Linked DNA regions of Oncorhynchus mykiss: region 1 is linked to region 2. Evidence: chromatin contacts called from public Hi-C data. All regions are on one chromosome and are shown on one strand. The core of a region is the stretch at or near the end of the contact, and the rest is flanking DNA. Distances in the headings are between cores, read along the strand shown. Region 1 holds the start of LOC110500275 (transcription initiation factor TFIID subunit 3). Region 2 holds the start of LOC110500221 (vesicle transport protein GOT1B).

The links. Hi-C and Micro-C count contacts between places; a contact is called where the count stands out from the background.
Region 1: a Hi-C map of liver shows a contact between it and region 2, with 8 times the contacts expected there. The contact joins the promoter of LOC110500275 here to the promoter of LOC110500221 in region 2. A contact is called at or near these places in 2 of 3 Hi-C or Micro-C datasets (blood and liver).

The regions. Positions count from the first base shown.
Region 1 is chr2:94,684,974-94,689,066 of USDA_OmykA_1.1, forward strand. It overlaps LOC110500275 (transcription initiation factor TFIID subunit 3), which reads left to right and starts at 1,872. Exons shown (of 7, transcript XM_021577568.2): 1 at 1,872-2,239; 2 at 2,957-3,208; 3 at 3,457-4,093. The coding sequence starts at 2,074. LOC110500283 (rab GDP dissociation inhibitor beta) reads right to left here and starts at 1,848. Exons shown (of 11, transcript XM_021577580.2): 1 at 1,672-1,848; 2 at 595-702. The coding sequence starts at 1,716.
Region 2 is chr2:94,527,941-94,532,106 of USDA_OmykA_1.1, forward strand. LOC110500221 (vesicle transport protein GOT1B) reads right to left here and starts at 1,668. Exons shown (of 6, transcript XM_021577466.2): 1 at 1,483-1,668; 2 at 1,062-1,153. The coding sequence starts at 1,507. It overlaps LOC110500215 (UDP-xylose and UDP-N-acetylglucosamine transporter), which reads left to right and starts at 1,701. Exons shown (of 10, transcript XM_021577436.2): 1 at 1,701-1,955; 2 at 2,182-2,291; 3 at 2,439-2,541; 4 at 2,686-2,735; 5 at 3,089-3,170; 6 at 3,417-3,477. The coding sequence starts at 1,716.

The DNA of each region.
Region 1 (4,093 bases), core at 622-3,121, 160 kb after region 2:
TATTCGGCGCACGTGACAAATAAACGTGGATTTGATTACTTAATTTCTTTGACAGTAAAACAGTGGTGTCAGTTTTTGAGTATCTCAAACTCAGCTGTGCCTCAACTATAATAATGAAATGTGACAGCATAGATAACATAACATGTCACTTACTCTATATCTGTGTGACAACATAGATAATAGAACATGTAACTAACTCTATATTTGTGTGATAGCACCACATGATGTGGGCTGTTTTAGAACCATTTTCATTAGTTGGATTCCGTTACAAAACATTTGGTTTACTACAAACAGAAAACGTTTTGCAACGGGAAAACAAGTTTCTATTGGACAAATTCAGGTAGGTCCCTCCCCGTTTGGTTCCGATTGGGTTCTAGAGTAAATGGTAAACGGTATCCATTGCAAAACGTTTTGCAAAGGATGAAACGTTTTGCAACGGAATTTGAATAATGAATACTGCCCAGGTTAATACCCTTTCCACACTACTGATCTGAGTTGAGCCAATTACTGGGCTGGCCTAGTTAAGGCTTGACCAAAAGAAAACAGGACAGGCATGATAGCATGAAAATGGTCATCTTGTGTGCCTTCGCTTACGTCTTCCAGTGGTGTGATGGAAGCGCTCTCTGCTCCATAGTACGAGTTCCTGTCCATATGAAGCACCTTCTTCCCCTTTACTGACATAATGCCAGACAGAATGCATTCCTTAGGAAATAAATAGATAGAAGTCAGATAGGTAAATTCGTTAAACAACAAAAAATAAATGTATAAAAGTGATATTTTATGTTTTAGACAGATGTTTAAAGAACAATGTAAACAGTATAACAGCTAACACCACAACTAGCTAAACTGGCTACTAGTAGCTAGCTAGTGTAGCCAACTAGCTAACGTTAGCTACATTTTACCAAATATATTTTTTATAACTAAACCAAGATAGACCACAGCCTGTCGTTTCCAATGTGAACACGTGAGCCATAGTGGGCAGAACAAGCAAGGAGGGGTGAAGAGTCAGGGACGTGTGAGCGAAATCCTATTGGCGCGTTCTACCATCATCTGCATATTTCCGTTAGGGAACGCTTAATAGCTCATTTCGCCTTTGCGTTCCTTCTAAACAACAATAATTAAAATAAAATAAAAACGTTCACAAAGGGTAAAGTCTACAAACCTTGGTCCACTATGTTCATAGCATATTTTAGTTTTGGCTACAGAAAACTGTATTGAGATCAAATGTTTTTGTCGATAAGAATTTGCAGAATTTCGGCCAAAATCCATCTCCTCCCACTGCCCGCCAGTGGGCTTCCTCTCACTGCCATATTTGGTAGTGAGTGGAAACGCCAAGCGGATGCTTCACATTTATACATCCTGTGAAATATCTGTCTCATTGTTCTGTGATTTTACTCTAGTTGAAAATAACAGGAAATACTAGTTATTGTACGTGAGCTGTCACTTGTTGTAGACTGTGGAAAGTATCAACACACACAGATAACACTACTGAAAAACAAAGCAGACACATTTCTGAAAATAACTTAAAATGGATATCTAACTAAACAGAAAGCAAGCTCATTTAGCACTAGTTAGCCATGACATTAGCCTACACACCTAACTGTGACATGTCATGCATGAGCATGCTTCGACTATTGGAAGTTCGTACTATTGCTTTGTCCATTTTCTCACCGTTAACCCGGTACCGAGAACGATAACATCATATTCTTCATCCATAGCTGAGTGTCCTTCTTTACTTTATTCCTACGGTTATTTATGTCAGGGAAAATGGAATGGCTGTTTGGTAGTTGAAAAGTTTTCCGGCTGCGCAGCGTAGGTAATGATCCCTGCGAACGTACCTTTCTTCTGTGGGTTGTCCCATGTTTTTGCGCATGTCAAATCGATGGTTTTGTCGGTGGAAACAAGATGGCGGCTCTGACAAGACCGCCAACATATTTACTCGAATAGATGTCAAAATTAACCCTCATCGAGCGTTTTGTTCGCGACCTGCATGTATTTCATGCATCATGAAGACCAGGAAGATGTTCTATAGTAGGGATTGACGAAGCCACGACCGTTACTAAAGTCAGCGTGATGTGCGAGAGCTATGCCCGCTCGCTGCTGCGTGTGTCGGTGGCGCAGATCTGCCAAGCGTTGGGCTGGGATGCGGTGCAGCTCACCGCCTGCGACCTGCTTTCCGATGTTCTGCACAGATATATCCAGCAGTTGGCCAGGGGTTGTCATCGATATTCGGAGCTCTGTAAGTACTGTATTTCTGAAATGTCTACTTGAAGTGAAAGTGATCTGGCTAGGTATTGAGTCACGTTGTTTATGTGACTAAGCGCCCCCTCCAACCGAGGCCTAACGTTAGTTCTAATAATATACATTTTCAGTAAACATAACCAAGCTGCTAACCAACTATGTTAGTAAGCCACATTATGTAATCAATGACCAGACTTGGTTATGTTTGCGAGTATACATTTTCTAAGTATTGCATGTATGTAGCTGTTAGCTTAATTGTGTATGTTTTGGCCATGTGTATTTGTGTTTCTCTAAAAACCTGTCATGCTGTGTCCGACATGGTTAGCTCAGATGTCAACACAGGGGAGTGTTCAACATGGCAGAGAAGGAAAACAGTGTGGTATCTCATTTTAGAATGGCTTTTAAGAAAATACTGTCCTATAAATGTAGTAGGTTTGTCAATAATTGTACAGGATGAAATTACAGAAAAGTAACTATATGCTGACGACATAACAGCTAATGGTTTAGGATATCTTCATTTTGGCTCAATCAAACCAGGATTTAAGAAAGAGGAGGATCTGTTTGACAAAGGAAATACTGTATGCAGACAAGTCCTGGTATGGCATGATCCTTGTTGTCCATTCAGTCTCACCCCTTGGGTTTGATCCTTAGGAAGATGCATGTAAAAGAAGGCCTTTCGTTTTGATGTCTCATGCATTCTCCTGTCTGTTCCTAGATGGGAGAACAGACCCAGTGCTGGATGACGTAGGCCAGGCATTTAGGCTGCTGGGGGTGAGTCTATCTGAGCTGGAGGACTATGTCCACAACCTGGAGCCCGTAGGGTTCGCCCAGCAGACGCCCCTCTTCCCCCTCAGCAAGAACAACGTGCTGCAGTTCCCTCAGCCTGGAGTGGGGGTCCGGTGGGACGCAGAGGAGAGGAAGGACTACATTCCAGATTATATGCCACCCTTGGTCTCACTACAGGAAGGTAAGGCTGTAGCATTGTGTGTGTTTGTGTTACACAACGTACCTCTATGGAGAACAGTTGTGCGTGGAGAATGTTGTGAGATACGGATGATGGGGAGAGGATGCTTCTGTTTTTGTGTGTTTATGGGGTTTTGTCAAACAGATAATGTTTTTATCCTTGACCTTTAATTCAATGCCAATCAGACCCTAGAAGATTTAGTGATTGATTTAACTCAGTATTATATATCTCTCTCTCTTTCTCAACTGCAGAAGAGGAGGAAGCCCTGGCTGACATGGGCACCTCTGCTGAGGCCATGCAGGTCCCGCTGGACGATACCGACGAGGATATGGATGATGACGAGGCGGTGAACGATGAGAACCACCCTGTGAAGAGACACCTGGACAGCCCCGACGCCGCCATGGGTATGATGCCCACCTCCAAGAGGCCTCGCATGCACTCTGGCTTCAGCCCCGACTGGAGCATGGAGCCCAGGGAGCCCCTCACCTCCCTCAACCCCCAGCGTGTTCCTCCAGGCATGATGGCCTCCCACTCTCACGACAGCCTGGGTTCAATGTCTATGTCCCCTGAGACACCTGGGCCTCCAACGTCGTTCAGACCCCAGCCGGTGACCCCCGGGAGACACTCAGATCATAAGTCACATGGCAGTCAAAGCCGCAAAGGGCCCAAGGGCTCATCCCCCAGCAGGCCACGGACTAAGTCCCCCAAGGGGGTCAACGCTGGTGGGGCTATGTCAGGCAGCCCCATCCGCTCGCCCAAATCTTCCAAGGAAAGGAAAAAGTCACCTTGCCGGACCAAGAGCCCTAAAAGTCCCAAGAGCCCCAAGATAGGCTCTGGAGCCAAGTCTGGGTCTCACCCCCAGGGCAAGTCTGAGGCTCAGGTCCTTGG
Region 2 (4,166 bases), core at 418-2,917:
GACAATAAATTAACAGAGGATTGGCAGTACTAGCCTGGCTGCATCCAAACTTCTTATAGGCACTTTAGTATTGCCAGTGTAACAGTATAGCTTTTAGTCCCTCTCCTCCCTGGGCTCGAACCAGGAACACATCGACAATTAGCGCGCGCTAACTAGCTAGCCATTTCACTTCAGTTATACCAGCCTCATCTCGGGAGTTGATAGGCGTGAAGTCATAAACAGCGCAATGCTTGACGCACAACGAAGAGCTGCTGGCAAAACGCACGAAAGTGCTGTTTGAATGAATGTTTACGCGCCTGCTTCTGCCTACCACCGCTCAATCAGATTATATGCAACGCAGGACACGCTAGATAATATCTAGTAATATCATCAACCATGTGTAGTTAACTAGTGATTATGATTGATTGTTGTTTAGAGTGCACCTGTGTAATGATCATGCTGTTTAATCAGCTTCTTGATATGTCACAACTGTCAGGTGGACGGATTATCTTGACAAAATATAAATGTTCACTAACAGGGATATAAACAAAATGTTGCCAAAAAGAGAGTAATAAGCTTTTTGTGCATATGGAACATTTCCGGGACCTTTTATTTCAGCTCAAGAAACATGGGACCAACACTTTACATGTTGAGTTCATATTTTTGTTTTGTGTTGCTACAGTTGTTTCACTTCAACAACGGTGAGGTAAAAGGCAGTGAAATCATTTTGGATGCAAAGCTAGTGCAATACAGTATGTCTTATCACTTAATTTAGCTATGCGAACTGCTGGAGGTCACATACCAATAATACAAGCTAGACAGGTCCTGACACGGTGGTTTGATCAGAAACCCTGACATATACTGCCGCTAAGGAAGTGTCGCCATGCATTACAACAGAGAATCATCAAAGGCCTCCACAACAATAGCTGAAAGGGTTTCTTCCAGAGAGGAAGGAGTATAGCAGCAGAAATGAGGCCGTGTTGTTACTTTACCATAAAGAAAGCTGGTGCACATACACACAGAGGGGAATCTATGGCATACGTCATAACATTCTGATTATGTAGGCTTGGGCTGTAACTCACATTTCCAATGGCAAGAAGAGCTTTGTCAAAAAACAGGACCATACCGAAGAAGAGGAAGAACACGCCGAAGCCTGTCAACCCCATCCCGATCTCTGTGGAGCCAAAATAGATGTTAATACATAGTTCATTTACGCTTTCCATTGACATTGGATTGACACCTCCATCCATCCATCCATATGGCACTCAGTCTGCAGATCAGGGAGATCAGGGAACTCATGAGCTAGCTACGAACTACAGTACAGATTCTTCTAACTAGCGATGCCTAGCTGCAATGATATGACTAGCATTGAAGCTCATAAAATAGGGCGATGGGCCCAACTGGTCCCATTCATTAAATTATAGCTAGCTAGCTAGAAGAAGTAGTTCACAAAGCGAAAAAACAAGCTTAAAACATTTCATTTATAAATTAAAATGGTCTTACTTTGTGAATCCGTTAGAGAGATCATTTTGGCTGCAGTGTAGCAATTGGCCAATAACTACTGCTCATTCAATAATCGTTAGATAGCTTCTAGCAGTCTCTGTTGTGTGAAGCTTGTTGACAGCAGAGGAGAAAAGCTGGAGCCACGTCTTCTGGATCGACGCATGTACGCTCAAATGATACGTTCGCAGGAATCAGTTATGCGCAATGCTGCGTAAAGACTATCTTTATGGGAAATGTTGTTATCATTGTGGAAACTACAATACCCAAGCGTACCAATTTATTTATCTAGCTTTATCTCGGGCAGGGACCTGTGTTTACACAATGTCCTCGTTAGAAATACTCTTGAACAAGTAACGTATATAATTTTCGACAAAGTTTTTACCGATAACTGCAAACATGAACACCATTTTTGCAGTACTTCTTGTTTTTGTTGGGTGCTGCAGCAATGTTGTGTTTCTGGAACTACTTGTAAGGTCAGTTATGAACTGAACGAATGAACTATTGACTGCGCTAGACTAGGCTACTAGCTTCCATGGTTAAATTAGGTTCAATCTTTTCAGTATTTCTGCATTCTTTGGTTGTATAGCTAAGATGATGTTTCGCTTACATTACACTAATATATTATGTAGGCTAGCATATTTCCTACTAATTTATACGATTCATACACACTGTTAATGCATTCTGCCTTCTCCCAGAAAGTTTCCAGGATGTGGCAACATTGTGACCTTTGCTCAATTTGCCTTCATTGCATTGGAGGGGTTCATCTTCGAGACGAACTTTGGAAGAAAGAAACCAGCTATTCCAATGAGGTAGCCTAACGTCCTAATGTCTAGTTATCATTTTGTTGTCTGTCTGCGTGTCTGTCCGTCTGCCGGCCTGTCTGTCTGTATGTCTATTAAGAATGAGATGAGAAGCACAGTTTTCATTTAAACGTTGTGTTTATTTCTTCTTTATAGCAACTATGTGATCATGGTGACCATGTTCTTCACAGTCAGTGTGATCAACAACTATGCCCTCAACTTCAATATCGCTATGCCTCTGCACATGATCTTCAGATCTGTAAGTATATCAATTTCCTTAGTCCAAATCAATTTCCTGATAGCCTAACTTTAACTCAATGTCTGATGCCTCATACCACCTATTACCATTTAAAATCTCTTATTGGTTGACTAAGTGTGTGCTTTGTGTGTTATATCTCCACAGGGATCATTAATAGCTAATATGATCCTGGGTATAATAATTCTGAAGAAAAGGTATACATCCCTGCCTAATATCTCTTGCCCTGGCAGTCTTTATATATACCCCCCCCCCCCCCCCTCTCTCTTACATCACAACCCTTTAAACTCGTTTAGCATGTTAGAATGTAGATGTTGCTAAAAAGACACCCTAGAGCCATTATTTTGATAGATGAATGCTTTGCATTTCAGTTGTATTAAGTGTTGCATCATGGGAATGTGCTGCTGCTTTTGTCACTATGTTGCATGCTCAGACTGCTGTTTATAATTATGAGCTTAACTATATTTTTTATAGATCTTATAGCTAATCTGGTTATCCAAACTCTGATAGGAAGTTTCTAAAACCAGGTACTGCATCTTTTCCCCTGCAGGTATTCAATGAGTAAATATCTCTCCATAGCGATGGTGTCTCTGGGTATCTTCATATGCACCATTATGTCCGCCAGACAAGTGGTGAGGTCCTCATTAACATGTTTCTGTTCAACCACACACTTTTCTTCCATATAAAGTGCATTGTGGGTTGCAGCTTCACAGTTGTGTTGTAGCAGAGTTGTTAGTAAGATTGTTACACAGTTACAACACTTCGTTACACATCTACTCTACATGTTCATAGTGTACAGTGAGATCTTTAGCTCCAACACAGAACAACATAATACATTACACTGTGCTATTTAGTGACCTCTGTTTTTCCTTGTGCAGAACACAGGGGCCGAGGGCTCAGAGGACCAAGATGTTTATGCCTTCCTGCACTGGCTGCTAGGTAAATTTGCCATGGGTGTGTACTGTTGGGTGTGTACAGGATTGATTTGACTGAGTCATCACTCTCACTCAGCCAGAAGTCTTTGTTGACTTGCATTTTTGATATGGAGATCGTTACCTGAGCCCAGACAAGTTGGGACTACCTTTTAACCGAGAACTGGCCACTTATTGTTTCAGTTGTTGACAGTTTTTATTTTTTATTTAACCTTTATTTAACCAGGCAAGTCAGTTAAGAACATATTCTTATTTACAATGATGGCCGACCCCAGCCAAACCCGGACGATGCTGGGCCAATTGTGCGCCACCTTAAATTCTATTTGCGCCTACAGATCTCAAGTCAGAATTCCGCCCCTGGTGCATTACCTATCCAATTCCCTATTTAATGTTTACATACTAGCTGATCCCGAAGACTTCCAGGCATTGTGCTAATGCTTGATAGCATTGGTTCGTGAAACTACCTCAAACTTCCTTCATGCAGGGCACAGATTATATAATGTGGTATCCACAAGTTCATCTGACTCTGGGGAGTCAAGCTAAACAAAACAAACTTCCTTCAGTGTTTGAAAATAAATGGAACTCACTCAGCCCCAGCCTGATTCTCTCTCTCTGTGTGTGTGTGCGTGCGTGCGTGCGTGTGTGTGTGTGTGTGTGTATGTGTGTGCGTGTGTGCGTGCGTGTGTGTGTGTGTGG